Linked DNA regions of Mus musculus: regions 2, 3, 4 and 5 are each linked to region 1. A link is a contact called in public promoter capture Hi-C data. All regions are on one chromosome and are shown on one strand. Each heading gives the region's core, a stretch centred on a gene start, on an enhancer-like site or on the middle of the called end of the contact. The rest is flanking DNA. Distances are from core to core; before and after follow the strand shown. Region 1 holds the start of Rpl30 (ribosomal protein L30). Region 2 holds the start of Cox6c (cytochrome c oxidase subunit 6C). Region 3 overlaps Sdc2 (syndecan 2). Region 4 overlaps Vps13b (vacuolar protein sorting 13B). Region 5 overlaps Vps13b (vacuolar protein sorting 13B).

Region 1 (2,700 bases), core at 201-2,700:
GAGGGTCAGAAACCTAAAAAAGTAAGCCCTCTTAAACCACCTACTATACAGTGAATACTACATAAGGGCTGCTGATAATATTACCCAAAAAATAAATACTTCAGTGCCAAGTTAAAGGATACAAATTGTTAAGATTTGAAAGTTCCACAGAACCTTGAGCTTAGAATGTGGCCCCACATACCAACAGTGCTCCAAAGTGCTTATGAGAAATGAACTTGAAGCTCCAGCCTGGACCCACTGAGTCTGAGCTTGTAATTTAGTAATGAATGTCTACGCTGCCACTATGAATCGACTGGCAAAGGTTTAAAATAAGACCAAACATTCCAAACTCTGCCACTAAGTATAGACACCTACATAAAAGGCTGAAGAGGTGTACAATTGCCATAGAAAAATCAAGGAGCGTATACTACACAAGCTTCTTCAGCTTACTTAAAATACTTGTTAGGTTCGAGTTAAAATAGTTAATCAAGAATGAACGTGTTCAGAAAATTGGACCCTGCCAAATAGGTGATTTCATGATACCATCACCTCCATAATCCAGCCAGAATTTTTCTAAACTAAAACAGGCACATGAAGCGGAGTGTTAACACTTCAAACCTTGAAAAATTCGGGATCGGGCTTCCCCCAGTCTGCGTGTATCATTTGTATACCTCCTGTCACACAACGTGCCTCAAAGGTACATTTACAAAAAACACACACAAAGCAAGGTCCAAACATCAGAAAGCAACCATCATTATTCTTCTTCCCAATGCTGGATACTGCACAGTGAATTTACAATAGGCTGCACACATCCAGGTTCCCTCCATTACCTCAAAGCTGGACAGTTGTTGGCAAGGATAACCAACTTCGCTTTGCCTTGTCTGATCATCTTCAGAGTCTGCTTGTAGCCCAGCACGTACTTCCCACTTTTCATAACAAGTTGGAGCCTAGAGTTGATCGACTCCAGAGACTTTTTCTACAATGCAAACGTTTGAGACTTGAACACCACTTGCAGTCATCTAAAACCAAACTCAGTTCCAGATTTCTGGAACTGAACCCTTTCATGATGTCTGAGACCATACAAAGAGCCTCTCGGATTCACTTTGAGACCCTGAAACGTCAGCGACAAGTCGTCCACCCAGTGTGCTCAAATCTATCCGCCCCGGCCCGACCCAGCTCTCCACGTGAACCGGCTTCCGGGCCCGATCGGCTTCACTCACCGTCTTCTTTGCGGCCACCATCTTCCTGCCTTAGGTGCGGGACAACCCCCAACCTAGCATACACAGAGGACAGAAGAGAGGATTATAATCCAGAGCGTCAAACACCAGCTAGCGGAGCTCCCCGAGCCGCCTAATCGTTTACCCCGCAGAGCTCACTCACCAACACCAGCCGCCAAGATGGCCGGGGAGCGAGAAAGGAAGGAGCTCCCACAATGCAAAGCTCTTCTAGGCCGACAGAGGATTGTGGGACCGGAAGCGGAAGAGAAGCCGGTCCGGGTCACAAGCAGAACAGCGCTTGCGAGAGTAGTCTGCGGTAGTTGGTTGCTATGGGGACCGGGTTACAACGCAGGCTGGGCTGCTGCGGCGTCTGGGCTCCGGCCTTCGGTTCTGGGCGTTTGTTCTGCTGCAGCGGGCTGACACCGCGGAGAGCCGGAGCTCGATGGGAGCTGACGACGAGGCCCAGGGCTCCGTGGCGAGGCGGCAGCGACCTGGCCTCTCCTGGGCTGGTCTCCGCCTGACGTTGTCTTGGGCGTGCTCCGGAAGGACCCCGGGCCGCCGGTTTACCCCGTGACTGCTCACCAGGAGCGGAGGCATCTCTGTCCACCCGCCGCTGATCTTCCTGTTTGCCGCTCCGTAGGACACACACCCCTTTTGCGGCGGTTTTATACCGTGTACTTGGGAGCCTACTTTGCACAGGGACCACAATTGAAAAAAAAAAAAAAAAAACCTGGTGAAGTGGCTGACGGGTAAATGCGCTTGTCGCTAAGTAGACGAATGAGTTCCAAACCCACGTGGTGGGAGGGGAGCGCCAAGTCCAGCAGGTTTTTCTTTGGCCTGCGCTTGAATGCTCACATACGTATACAGAAGTAAAGAAATAGTCGCAATACGAATAATTTAAAAAATCATTTTGCTACGAAACTTGGGCCGTTGTATAAATGTAGCATTCAAGGAAAAAAAAAAAAAACCTTGAAAGCCTCTACTATTTACGCACTAGCACCAACGAAAACCCAGGGCTGTTGAGATTGTTCAGTCAGTAAAGTGTGCTTGCCTTGCAAGCGTGGGGACCTGCATTTTATGCCTAAACCTCTCTGTCAATCCCCAGCCCCCAAAAGTCTGGCATGGTTGTGCACACTTGTAACTCCATTTGTGGAACAGATTCCCCAAGGCTGGCTAGCCAGCCAACCTAGTCTAACCTGTCAGCTCCAGGTCTCAAAGATCTTGTGAAAAATAAGGTGGACAACTACCGAGTAAGTACCCAGAAGTTGACCTGTGACCTCTGCCCAACTGCACAAGCACCTGTGCCACCAAATTTATATAAGCATGAAAAAGGAAACCCAGGGTAGTAGGTAAGCTGTATGGTGAGTTACTTTGCCCTGGAGGTTAGGAAAGGGAAGAACAACCCTGCCTCCCCTTAATTAAAATAACTTTAAAAACATCCATGAGTCATGCGGGTCGAGATGATCTATACCTATAATCCCACCCGGAGCTGGCAATCTCTGTG
Region 2 (2,700 bases), core at 22-2,521, 1.5 Mb after region 1:
GAGGGAACCTGTAATGACTGTGGCGCATTTTCATTTGAAGATAGGGTTTCTGTTACGTTGAAGCCTTTGGAAGGTAAATGAGGGAAATATCTTGAAGATAGAGTTTCTTTTTTAAACAGCTCTTAACTAGGTTTAAAAAATAATGTTTTAAACGAACAGCTTGTGACCTAAAGCACATACCTTATAGGCAGCGGCAACTCCCAGGGCCACAATGAATGCGCCAGCAATATGAACCCGCAGACGCTTGGCCAGAAGACCACGCATCTGTGGTTTGGGCAACAGCGCACCGGAACTCATGGTAGCCAATGTCCTTTGCGAGTAAAACAAGGAGGGGAAAAAAAAAAGGCTTGTAACAGGTTAAGTGATTGAATGAACTCTACATGCACAACGTAGTTTAGTATCTACAATCGCGGCCTAACCCCTCCTGCAAGGTCAATGACTTTGGCAACTTCATCTTTGCCCGCTCCTCTCCTACGCATTTCCACTACCCGCAACAAGGCGGTAACCAGCAACAAACCGATGAGCAAAAACCATGACAAAAGTGTCCCCCATCCACAGAAAGGCAGATGCGACCTAGCTGTTGCCTTTTCAGAATTCACCCTTAGGAAGAAAAGCCTTCGGGGAGAACTCAGGTCACTGAAGCTGTGGGACTAGAGCCCAGCAAGCGCCCCGAGGGCCGGTGGAGCAGGCGCGACAGATCGGGGACCCTCCAGCTTCCCAATTCTACTCCCACACCAGGCCGACCACCGGGGCCCCTCGGTGCCTGAGTCCCCTCCAAGGTCGCACCCCTTATCCAACTGGAGCACCAGCCCCCGCAGGTCAAACGACCCAATCAAGGTCAACCTGGCCGCGGCAAAATACAAGGGGAAACGGGCCCGGCCGGCCACCAGCGAGACCCTGAGGCTCCGCAGAGCTCCTCCGGAGCCCTAAGAGCGCACGCGGGGAGATGGCGGGGCCGCCCGAGTTCAGGCCGGTCAGGCCCGCAGCCTCCTGAGGACGCGGCGGGGGCAACGCGCCCACGAGGAAGGCAGGCCCGAGGCTCCACTGGGCTGTGACGTGCAAGACATCCTAGTTCGCCGCCCCCACGAGAAGCCGAGAAACCCGCAGTTGTCAAACCCCAGAATCTCCTCTCTCTCTCCACCATTCTCACCTCTACACCAACGTCCTTCCCGGTTCTCGGAGAAACGGAGAGCCTTCCAGCAGCACGCATGCGCAAGAGTCGATGGAGGACCCGGCGACGGTGGCCTAAGGAGTCCAAAAGTATTCAAGCGCGCATCCAGCCGGTCACAGCTGAAATTTATGCCAGTTACACTATGTCTTTTTTTTTTTTTTTTTTCCCTAAACAGGACCTTGAAAACGAGTCCTGACTACCTACAAAGGTTTCTTCAGTAAATTACAAATATTAATCTTGTCCGGTGTTGTGAACTTATTAAGGAATTCGTATATATTTCACATGTGGGGAAAAAATAATATACTCTATAAAGGCACTACATCATCTGAGAGCTTTTTTTTTCTAAATGCCCAACCTTGAGAAAAGGCATATCTTGGGGGACATGACATTTGTGTCAAAGGATTGCCCAAACCACATGAATAAGCATTTTCATTACAACTACCTCGGCACAATAAACGCTTGGTTTTTGGCAAAGAGCGAGAAAGGCCAATTTCAGAGTTTAACATGTAATTTTAGAACCGATGCTGTGGAACAAACTAGAGATGTGATCCCACTCCACTGCCAGACTCAATGATCTGCTTAACAAATCGTAATGGGTATTTGTGTCGGGTTCTTAATAAAAAATAACGTGTGAACGGGAACAACAGGGATGTTTTTGGAAAGCCGACTAAAGATGACTTTTCGTGCCTTGGGACGTTTATCTTACTTCAGTGACATCAACTAGATTCACAGGTGTTACTTAAGTCAGCTGAGTAAGCCTACTTTATATATATGCAGGGTTTGAGAGGGCTTAGGAACCCTGCTTGAGCAGTGACACATGCACCATCACACTATATGGAGAATAACTGAAGGTGTGAAACCACTGAACTGAACCCATGGTTACAAAGAAAGGTTCACGGGATCAGAGTACCAGGGCTACGGTTAATCCCACCCGGTGAGAATAGTGAAAACGGCTACTGTAAGTTTTGAACCAAATTTAAAACAAGCTTTATTAAGCATTGGCCAGTTCAGTGGACACTGTCAGGTGCATACCTAGGAATCCCAAAATACATCGCCACATTACAACTCAGTCAGAGGCTTATAAAGGCAACCCCCAAAGGGTCAGTACTTCCCACCTTCGTCCAATCAGGGGCACGCTTAGATCCCAATGTATTTCCTTATGAACCTCCAGCCTACCTCCACCTGTGTGTGATCAAGCTTATCCTGTAAAGTTGGGGCAAGTGAGGTTGTTTACAGAAGAGAAAACACCATAGTTCACTATCTTACATAAGTAACAGCCCCCAGCACTCCAGAGATTATCTGCCCTTGGGCAAGTGAGGCTTACAGGTTAGAGGCATGTTTGATTGATAGATCTCTTAAGCCCAGTAATTTAAACTTAGAATACAACTTTAGCCTTCAAGCAGATTTTATATGACAGTGAACAGTCTGAGCGTTCTTTGAACTGATACAATGTAGGGGAATTTTAATCCAGCAACAAGGAGACTGAGACGTATATGATCCAGCCAAATGTAGACACCCTAGATTACAGT
Region 3 (2,700 bases), core at 38-2,537, 1.4 Mb before region 1:
GCAGTGTGCAGTAAGGAGGCTTTCAGGGAGGTCCTGCTGTTGAGTCTAAGATGCCTTGTACACCAACACTGACAAATGCTTTCTTTTTTATTATATTAAAACGACAGGTCATTTTTATATAAAATAACAGTTCCACGTACCCAGATTTTTCCTGTGTACTTTAAGTCATCTCCTGGCTACTTATAATGGTTGTGCTGATAGCTGTTGTTTATTATGGTATACACTCAGTACCGAATTTTTTAAAATTTATATTCACATTATTTTGTGACAGGGTCTTATTAAGTAGCCCAGGCTGCCCTCAAACGTGTGATTGTCCTACCTCAGATTCATTAGTACCATTATATATTTACACACACACAGTTTTTCAACCTACAGTAGTTTGAATTCATATATGTATGAATGTATATCCCAGGAATGTTAGGGGGCTATGTGCACAGCCTTCTCCCACAAAAGAGCTGAGAATGTAATAGGGTCAGAGAATGTATGAGGCTAGAGTATACAGAAGTCCCTACTCAGTTTGCAAGCTTTGAGAATTAAAATATGGAATGATCAGAGGCTTGGAGACTGGTATTTTGTAGAACTGTCTCAGATTACAGATGAATCTAACTGTATGTCTGGACAGCTCCAGAACATTCTTGGCTGCTGTGAGAGGGGTGTTACTCATGCCTGCAAACCAGCCTGCTGGAACCCAAATCCCTAAGGGCTGTGGCCTCTTAATTGCCCAGTGTGATATCTCAAAGTGATTCCCATCCTTCTTTGTTCCTTGGCATCAAGGCCAGTGGAGATTGTGGGCTAACATTTAATATCCTCCTGCCTCTCCAGCAAGCCCCTGAAACTTGAGAGGACAAAGTGTTGCTTTCAGAGTGTGCCTGCTAGTTTTCCCAGGGAGGTTCACGCATATTGACTGTTGAAACCGAGTTTTATTTTTAGAAGAAATCTAGTGGAAACCAACATAGTAAGGGGAATTTTTTCTTATATATATAATTCCGTGAGGGACAAACATTCCAATTTGATCGTTAAAAATAGGACTAAAATGAATGTCATTTGTTCCAAAAACTGCTAGTCTGAGATACTTGTAGTAAAATATCAATTTACTAAATCCTTTTGTAAAAAAAATTCCACTTCTGCTCTGTCTGCAATTCATGCAAGTTACTTCTTGGGCAAACATAGACTGAATTTTAATCATGGCCAATTCTTGAAAAGCTGAGAGGCTCTGGAAATGGGATAGTTGGTGACTCAATCCTGCTCCACATCAAGCCTATGACTTGCTGTCACCAAGTGCCAGTAATACAAGAAAAAGTACTCTTGTGGGTTTATCTGTTTGTCATTAAACTTTGCTAAGCCAGCAAGCCTGAGAAGTAGGCTTGCCATGGACTTTCACCATTGGCATATGAGCTCCACAGGCCCTGTTCCACACAGATTACCTTGCCTGATGTCAGTGTGGGTCTGGTCTGTACAGAGATCTCTGGTTTTCCCTAGTAACTGGAGAGCACTTATCTGTAGTGAGAAAGCCACGCATGGCCACGCCTGTTAAGTATCTGGTGTGTATACGTCCCTAAGTGATTATTTAGCCTAGTGTCATAATACCTTGCTTTATGTTTCCAAGAAAATCGTAAATAATTTAGGCATTCTGTAGCTTAACATTAATCACTAAGTAATCTCATTTGTGATAGAATGAATGTCTGAGATAGTTTAGTAACTTAGAACAACAGATACTCAGGTAAGTGAAGTGGGGTGCAATGAGCTAAGCCTATGCCAGACTTGGATATCAGTGCGGTCATTATTATATAAGATTAGGCCACGTGAGCTTCCTTGGGGTTTTGTGTGTGTGTGTGTGTGTGTGTGAGAGAGAGAGAGAGAGAAGGGTGGCTGGACAGGAGAATGCAGAACACAGCTGCAAAGTGACAGATCTTCAATACAGCATATGCAAAATGTGAACAGTAGACAAAGCAGAGCCTTTCTTTTCTTTTTTTTTTAATTAGGTATTTTCCTCGTTTACATTTTCAATGCTATCCCAAAAGTCCCCCATACCCACCCCCCCAATCCCCTACCCACCCACTCCCACTTTTTGGCCCTGGGGTTCCCCTGTACTGGGGCATATAAAGTTTGCAAGTCCAATGGGCCTCTCTTTGCAGTGATGGCCGACTAGGCCATCTTTTGATACATATGCAGCTAGAGACAAGAGCTCCGGGGTACTGGTTAGTTCATAATGTTGTTCCACCTATAGGGTTGCAGTTCCCTTTAGCTCCTTGGGTAATTTCTCTGGCTCCTCCATTGGGGGCCGTGTGACCCATCCAATAGCTGACTGTGATCATCCACTTCTGTGTTTGCTAGGCCCCGGCATAGTCTCACAAGAGACAGCAGAGCCTTTCTTAATCTGACCATCCTGAATTGCTTATCTTTCCTTTCTCAGAGAACAGAGCTGACATCCGATAAGGATATGTACCTTGACAATAGCTCCATTGAGGAAGCTTCAGGAGTATATCCTATTGATGATGATGACTATTCTTCTGCCTCAGGCTCAGGTAAGGCTGCCTACTGGATGCCATTCTCTATACCCCGGCATGCACACATTTCGCTGTGCCTTCTTCCGTTACAAGCACAGCATGTGTCATAGTCATGAGCATGGTTTGGGGATACAAATTCCAGTTCAAGCTATGAGAACTTTGGAACCTAACTTTGCTGAGTCTCAGTTTCATT
Region 4 (2,700 bases), core at 48-2,547, 1.5 Mb after region 1:
TAGGAAGCTCTCTGCTTTGATAGTGACCTGGGGACTTGGCCTCCCTCTTCGGTTGGTGACTTAACTGAGGATCTCTGTCACAGAGACTTGCTATTGAGAGAGGGAACAGTTCCCATCCTTTGCCTTACCTCACAGCCTTCCCAATAAAAAGGCCACAGTACTGAGTTTGGCATAAAGATTCCTAAAGGAAGTTGCTTTTTCAGATCTCTCCTCTCCCTGCCCCTGGTCTTTGCCTGCCCCTGGAGTCCTCTGGGCTTACAAGCCCTCAGTCCCCACCCCAGGCGGAAGGGAAAAGGCAGAAGGCTGTGAGCAAGCCACTGGAGCAGGCCAGCTCCTGGCAAGTCTGAATTTAAATAGGAAAGCAGACCCAAAGCCACGCTCCTGGGACATGGGTGGGGGAGCACTTCCCTCTCGCTAACCTAATCAGTGTGTCCCTGTCACCGATGTTTACACAGCCCAATAGGGTTGAAGGAGAGACATTTGTTTGGCTCTAGCTCCACTCTAAGAGAAGTACTCAGCTTGATAGGATTGTGAAAGATTAAAAAGAACCCTCCATCCTTGTCAAAGCTTGCATCCCTTTTGCAATACCCTATTTTAGCATCTGGCTTCTCACCACCAGGCAGCTGCTGCTGCTGCTGCTGCTGCTGCTGCTGCTGCTGCTGCCGCCGCCGCCCTGACAGATAGGGAGAAACATCTCAGTCTGTGAGCACCTGCAGCCCAGAGTGCCTGACTGAGCTGGAGGTGTTCTCTGCACATGGCTCCCTTTACAGGAGTACAGGAGGCTTGGGCACAGAAGTCATATTAAAGCCATTTGCAAGGCTGCCAGAGGAACACTGTGATTTATAAAGTATGAAAGTTCACCATTTATGAATTCACAGATATGATTTCCCATATTTTGCTCCAAAGAAGCTTATGGGTGTCATACACCCTTCGTTCTAGTGTGGAAAGGGAATTTTAGAGAAAGCAGGCCACTTTTCATGAGTGTTGAAAGTGCTGAACTCAAGGTCTCAATAACCCCTTCCCTTTGTGTTGCAGGCTGGGTGGTGGGGTCTCTGGAAATCCTCGGCAGCCCCGCCAGCTTAGTGAGAAGCATTGGGAATGGGATCTCGGACTTCTTCAGGCTTCCATATGAGGGATTGACCCGAGGCCCAGGAGCCTTCGTGAGCGGAGTCTCCAGAGGGACCACATCATTCGTCAAGCACATTTCCAAAGGTAGCGGGTGCCGGTCCTTGCAGGGCCTTGTCTTGTGTTTCAAGCGTTCATGCTGTTCAGTTTGCTCACCCAGCCTGCAGCTTCTGTTGTGTTAACTTGCTGTGAAATGCTGGGATGATAGCAAAGCTCATGTTTTAAACAAATCACTGCTTGCCTGTAGTGTTTAAAAATGTTTCAGAAACGTTCTCATTGAGAAAACACAAACTGGCTCCACTGTTATTCTATACAATAAATATAGAAATACTGACAGTGTTTGTGACCTCTGCTAAGCAGCAGGGCTCCCACACCAGTTGCCTCATCATGTTTCTAAAATGCAGATACAGTTGTCATAGCTGTCTAAGGACATGGACTCATTGTAGTGGGGAAGCTGACTGCTAAGCCAGCTTTACTCCCACTCCCTACATCCACAGTGCCATCTTGTGGTCCAGACAGGTCATCAGGCATGGAGGCTAAACTGCTTCCCACCAGGAGAATGTTTTCATTTCATCCAGTGTTTGCTCGATATTTTGGTCAGGTTGGCAGTGACCAGGGAACTAACAAGGGCCATCTGAGTCCCCTTTTCTTCTCAGCGGGAGGCAGAGAAAACAGGGCAAAGGCCTTCTTGCCCATAAAAGGCATTTTACTGTAGACAATACCATAACTCTGTTATGAGTGGGCAGGTTACTGAAGACTCTAGAAGACCTCAAAAGAAGACTTAGGCTTGAAATATGAGACTCCATGATCCATAGTGAGGGTGGGGGCTCCTGGTGGGGGGTTGGCAAGAGAGCAGCCAGAGTAATAAAAACAAATTCCATGGACAATGAAAGGGAGCCTCCCCCAGCCCCAGATCCCGGGAGGCCTGGGAGCGGACTAGAAACTCACAGATGTGTGCCTGGTGGGCTTCTCAGTCCTGCCATGGGTCCTCTGAGGTTCTGGTGTTTGTGTTTTACAATAGGACAGCAAACACCTGTTAAACTGTAGCTCAGCTTATTTAGCATCCTGACTGCTTCTTACATTTGTTCTCCCATCTTAGCAAAATCGGGGGGGGGGGGGGTTGTCTGTGTGTGTGTGTGTCTGTGTGTGTGTCTGTCTGTGTTGTGTGTTCATATGTCTCTGTGTTTATATGTCTGTGTGTGTCTGTGTTCATACATCTGTGTGTGTCTGTGATTCATGTCTGTATGTGTGTCTATGTGTTCAAGTCTGTGTGTTCATCTGTCTGAGTGTGTCTGGGTATCTTATGTGTTCAGACCACAGGTAAAAATGATAGCTTCAGAAGTGGGACCTGCCATTTCTTCTCTATTGGTGTCTTCTGGTTTTGCTGCTGAGATCCATATGTACTTGCTGGAGCAGTTGGGACTGTTGGAGCATGGGAAGTTGTCTTTTTTTAGGAAAACCAAACAGAATCATTGCCTGGGTTCCTTTGTTGACTTTTCTATCAGTCAATGTCCAGATTACCAAAACTTCATAAATCTTCTATAGCAAATAGGGTTTTTCCCTCAGAATACCAAG
Region 5 (2,700 bases), core at 3-2,502, 1.4 Mb after region 1:
CTATACACACTTTGTGTGTGATGAGGCACATTTGTTAATCGCTACTTTATCAAGAAGTGGCAAGTGTGTTTACTCTACTGAAAGTAATGAGCCCATTGTTGAGCTTAAACATATGCTGTGAACAGTAGACCATTTAGAATGAAGTTCTTGAATATTTAGATAAAATTAAAATATATTATGAATTTAGGGTTTACATTAATTTTATTTTTTTACTATTTTAGTAAAGTTGTCTGCATTTAAGTTATTTTTTCCCCAGAAGTTTTTAATATATCAGTATCACTCTTCTTTTGGGAAAAATATGATCTTGAAAGATGTCATATTATACACCTGCATTTGCTTGAAACCTGGTAGCTTGATAAATTGATAAGATAACCGGGTCATATGTTAAGTTTTCTGAAAAACCAACTCAAACAGAGATTCTAATAAAAGAATGTTACACATTTCCTTTTAAACACTAAAAAGTATTTCTCAGGGCTCTTAAATTACCATATTCTGATACCAAGGGAAAATAAAATCTGGACTTAGAGTTTTGTTTGTACTTAGAGGTTTTCCGGACAGGAAGGGAGTCTTGATGCAGTGCATAAGCCACAATACCAGTGGGGCATTACAGGTGAAGACTACAGCTGTGCCCACACCACAGCGCAGCACAACTGCATGCCGGAATGCTTCCTGTGCAGAAATAGAGTTTGCTTAACTTGTTTCCCAAGAGTAGATCATATTAAAATGTTATAAAATCATGATTTCCTGCGTTTGAATACTTGTGGTTTCTCAACTGTTTCCAATATTATAAGGGTGTGTGTGTGTGTGTGTGTGTGTGTGTGTATGTGTGCGTTTCCATATCCATACCCATGTGACTTCCATTAGCTGACGATATATAAAAAGCTTTTCATTCTTAAAAAAAAAAAAACTAAAAGGCAGATACATGTAAAAAAAATAAGCAGGAGCATTAAACATTAAAAACATTTACATTTTATATCACTGAATGGTAGATGTTTACAATGAAGTGGAAACAAAATAAGCCGTTTTGTGGTCAAAATACATTCTTATTACCAATTAAAAACTATGCTCAATTTTCATTATTCTATGTGATTACTATGTCTCCTTCTGTATTATAAATAACTGCATGTAAGAATTAGTCTTTATTTTCAAAAAGACAAGTAAACCCAAACACATTTATGACTACATATGCCTAGGAGCAAATCTTGTCTTAACTTAATAACATTTCAACATTTCTGCTGCTGTGTGCTCATCGTGTTTCTATAAATACCTCACCTCTGGAACACTGGGAAAGTCATCTTGGGCTCAGATCTCAGCTCCAGTCTGTTGCCTGTCTGTCTGCTTTCTCTCCTCAGCCATTGCTTACCTGCTTCTCTTGTCTTCCTAGTGTTCTCTGTTAAGATTTGGTCTTATCACCACTGTTATGCTGTCATAAATGCAGTGTCTACACTTCTGTATTTTTATACAAAAATAATAGTTGTTATCAAAGTAAGAGTTGGACAACAGATACTCTATCAAAGTTACTAGGAACTTCCTGGTACAAAAGCAGCTCCACCCACCCCTGGGGATATACATCAAAAACAACTAGAGACAATTGGTTAATTTTGAAGTTACTTTAATCAGTGAAAGGCAGAATAAACAGTAAACTCAGGAGAAACCCTGGGTAATAAGAGCTCCATGGAGTTTTCAGTGCTGTATTTCCTCTTGCATAGGTCTGTTCTCATGCTCGGGACTGTGTGTATAATCAGGAACGACTTGATAAAAACCCAAGTTCTAACCTGTATCCATGAGGCTCTGGATAAGGAAGTGGAGGCTAAGGTGGAATGGACAGTATGACCAAGAAGGTTCAAGGTGCCTTAAACAACTAGAAGCTTATTGGTACCCAGTCTTTCAGGAAATGTCTGCTTAATCATGAAGTAACCACTGAGCTAACCAAGCCGAGACTCTAAAGGCTACACAACTGTATTAGTAAGATTTCCATTATTGAAACAAAACAACAAAGGCAGATCATTTATAGAAATAACAGTTTTTACTCAGAATACAGTTTTGGAGGCTCAAAAGCATGATAGTAGCATTTATTCAGATATGGCAAGAGCTCAAGTCTGAATACAGAAATTCAAGAGAGAGTGGAGGCCAGGATAGGTTTTCCTAACAACCTTATCCTTCTGAAGGCACTCCAGTGACCTAAGGACCATGCTCCAGATTTTGAAAATTCAGCAGCTTTATAGCATCATACTGAGGACCAAGGTTACCCTATGTGAAACTTTACAGGACAAAATCATCCGAATCCTGGCAGACTGCAAACCTCACAAGTCTGGTTCATAACTAGCAGCAAGCACTGATGCACTGGGAATGACAGAAGAAGGGCCAGATCAGATTCTCACAGTTGGTATTGTTTATTACGATTTAAAATATTAAAATACCAAGCTTTCAGCAAAAGCTCCTGAGAAATGCAGAGATAAGGAAGTATGTCCACAGACTGGAGGTGAAGGCAGTCAGTAGAAATGGTACTCTGAGGAACCTCGATGAACACTTGAGGCAGGATTGTCGTTGGTGGGCGGGGCAAAGAGGAGACCAGACTGGCTTTGCCTCCTGGGACTGAGCTGATAAACAGCAGCACCTTCATGCTCACACTGAGCTCTCCCCATCCACGAGTCAGACACAAGCCGCCACCTTAAAATGTGTGCAAGCAGTAGGTATGTC

The links. Promoter capture Hi-C pulls out the DNA fragments that hold promoters and counts their contacts.
Region 2: a contact with region 1 is called in a promoter capture Hi-C map of pre-B cells, with 7 times the contacts expected there. The contact joins the promoter of Cox6c here to the promoter of Rpl30 in region 1. A contact is called at or near these places in 11 of 39 promoter capture datasets (the 3T3-L1 cell line, the C10 cell line, HPC-7-derived erythroid cells and 6 more), 1 of 484 Hi-C or Micro-C datasets (liver) and 2 of 115 datasets of contacts at active chromatin or transcription factors (astrocytes and large pre-B cells).
Region 3: a contact with region 1 is called in a promoter capture Hi-C map of liver, with 2.6 times the contacts expected there. The contact joins the enhancer-like site here to the promoter of Rpl30 in region 1. A contact is called at or near these places in 7 of 39 promoter capture datasets (the 3T3-L1 cell line, hippocampal neurons, liver and 2 more).
Region 4: a promoter capture Hi-C map of hippocampal neurons shows a contact between it and region 1, with 3 times the contacts expected there. The contact joins the enhancer-like site here to the promoter of Rpl30 in region 1. A contact is called at or near these places in 4 of 39 promoter capture datasets (hippocampal neurons, liver and neutrophils), 1 of 115 datasets of contacts at active chromatin or transcription factors (embryonic stem cells) and 1 of 9 other capture datasets (adipose tissue).
Region 5: a contact with region 1 is called in a promoter capture Hi-C map of 3T3-L1-derived adipocytes, with 3 times the contacts expected there. The contact joins the enhancer-like site here to the promoter of Rpl30 in region 1. A contact is called at or near these places in 4 of 39 promoter capture datasets (3T3-L1-derived adipocytes, hippocampal neurons, liver and 1 more) and 1 of 9 other capture datasets (adipose tissue).

What each region holds. Positions count from the first base shown.
Region 1 is chr15:34,441,826-34,444,525 of GRCm38.p6, forward strand. It overlaps Rpl30 (ribosomal protein L30), which reads right to left and starts at 1,451. Exons shown (of 5, transcript NM_001163485.1): 1 at 1,360-1,451; 2 at 1,200-1,252; 3 at 810-955. The coding sequence starts at 1,220.
Region 2 is chr15:35,936,975-35,939,674 of GRCm38.p6, forward strand. Cox6c (cytochrome c oxidase subunit 6C) reads right to left here and starts at 1,272. Exons shown (of 4, transcript NM_053071.2): 1 at 1,151-1,272; 2 at 181-310. The coding sequence starts at 297.
Region 3 is chr15:33,014,689-33,017,388 of GRCm38.p6, forward strand. It overlaps Sdc2 (syndecan 2), which reads left to right. Exons shown (of 5, transcript NM_008304.2): 2 at 2,414-2,525. Among named protein-coding and RNA genes, the nearest start is that of Gm32764, 54 kb to the right of the region's middle. Within about 2 kb of position 1,288, at least 47 of the 459 cell types and tissues checked have an H3K27ac peak or open chromatin away from gene starts, as enhancers often do. A contact at or near this core is called in liver, where this site is marked.
Region 4 is chr15:35,913,739-35,916,438 of GRCm38.p6, forward strand. It overlaps Vps13b (vacuolar protein sorting 13B), which reads left to right. Exons shown (of 62, transcript NM_177151.4): 57 at 1,036-1,212. Among named protein-coding and RNA genes, the nearest start is that of Cox6c, 23 kb to the right of the region's middle. Within about 2 kb of position 1,298, at least 52 of the 459 cell types and tissues checked have an H3K27ac peak or open chromatin away from gene starts, as enhancers often do. A contact at or near this core is called in adipose tissue and hippocampal neurons, where this site is marked.
Region 5 is chr15:35,821,714-35,824,413 of GRCm38.p6, forward strand. The region is part of intron 39 of Vps13b (vacuolar protein sorting 13B); the gene reads left to right. Among named protein-coding and RNA genes, the nearest start is that of Gm41292, 64 kb to the right of the region's middle. Within about 2 kb of position 1,253, at least 21 of the 459 cell types and tissues checked have an H3K27ac peak or open chromatin away from gene starts, as enhancers often do. A contact at or near this core is called in 3T3-L1-derived adipocytes and adipose tissue, where this site is marked.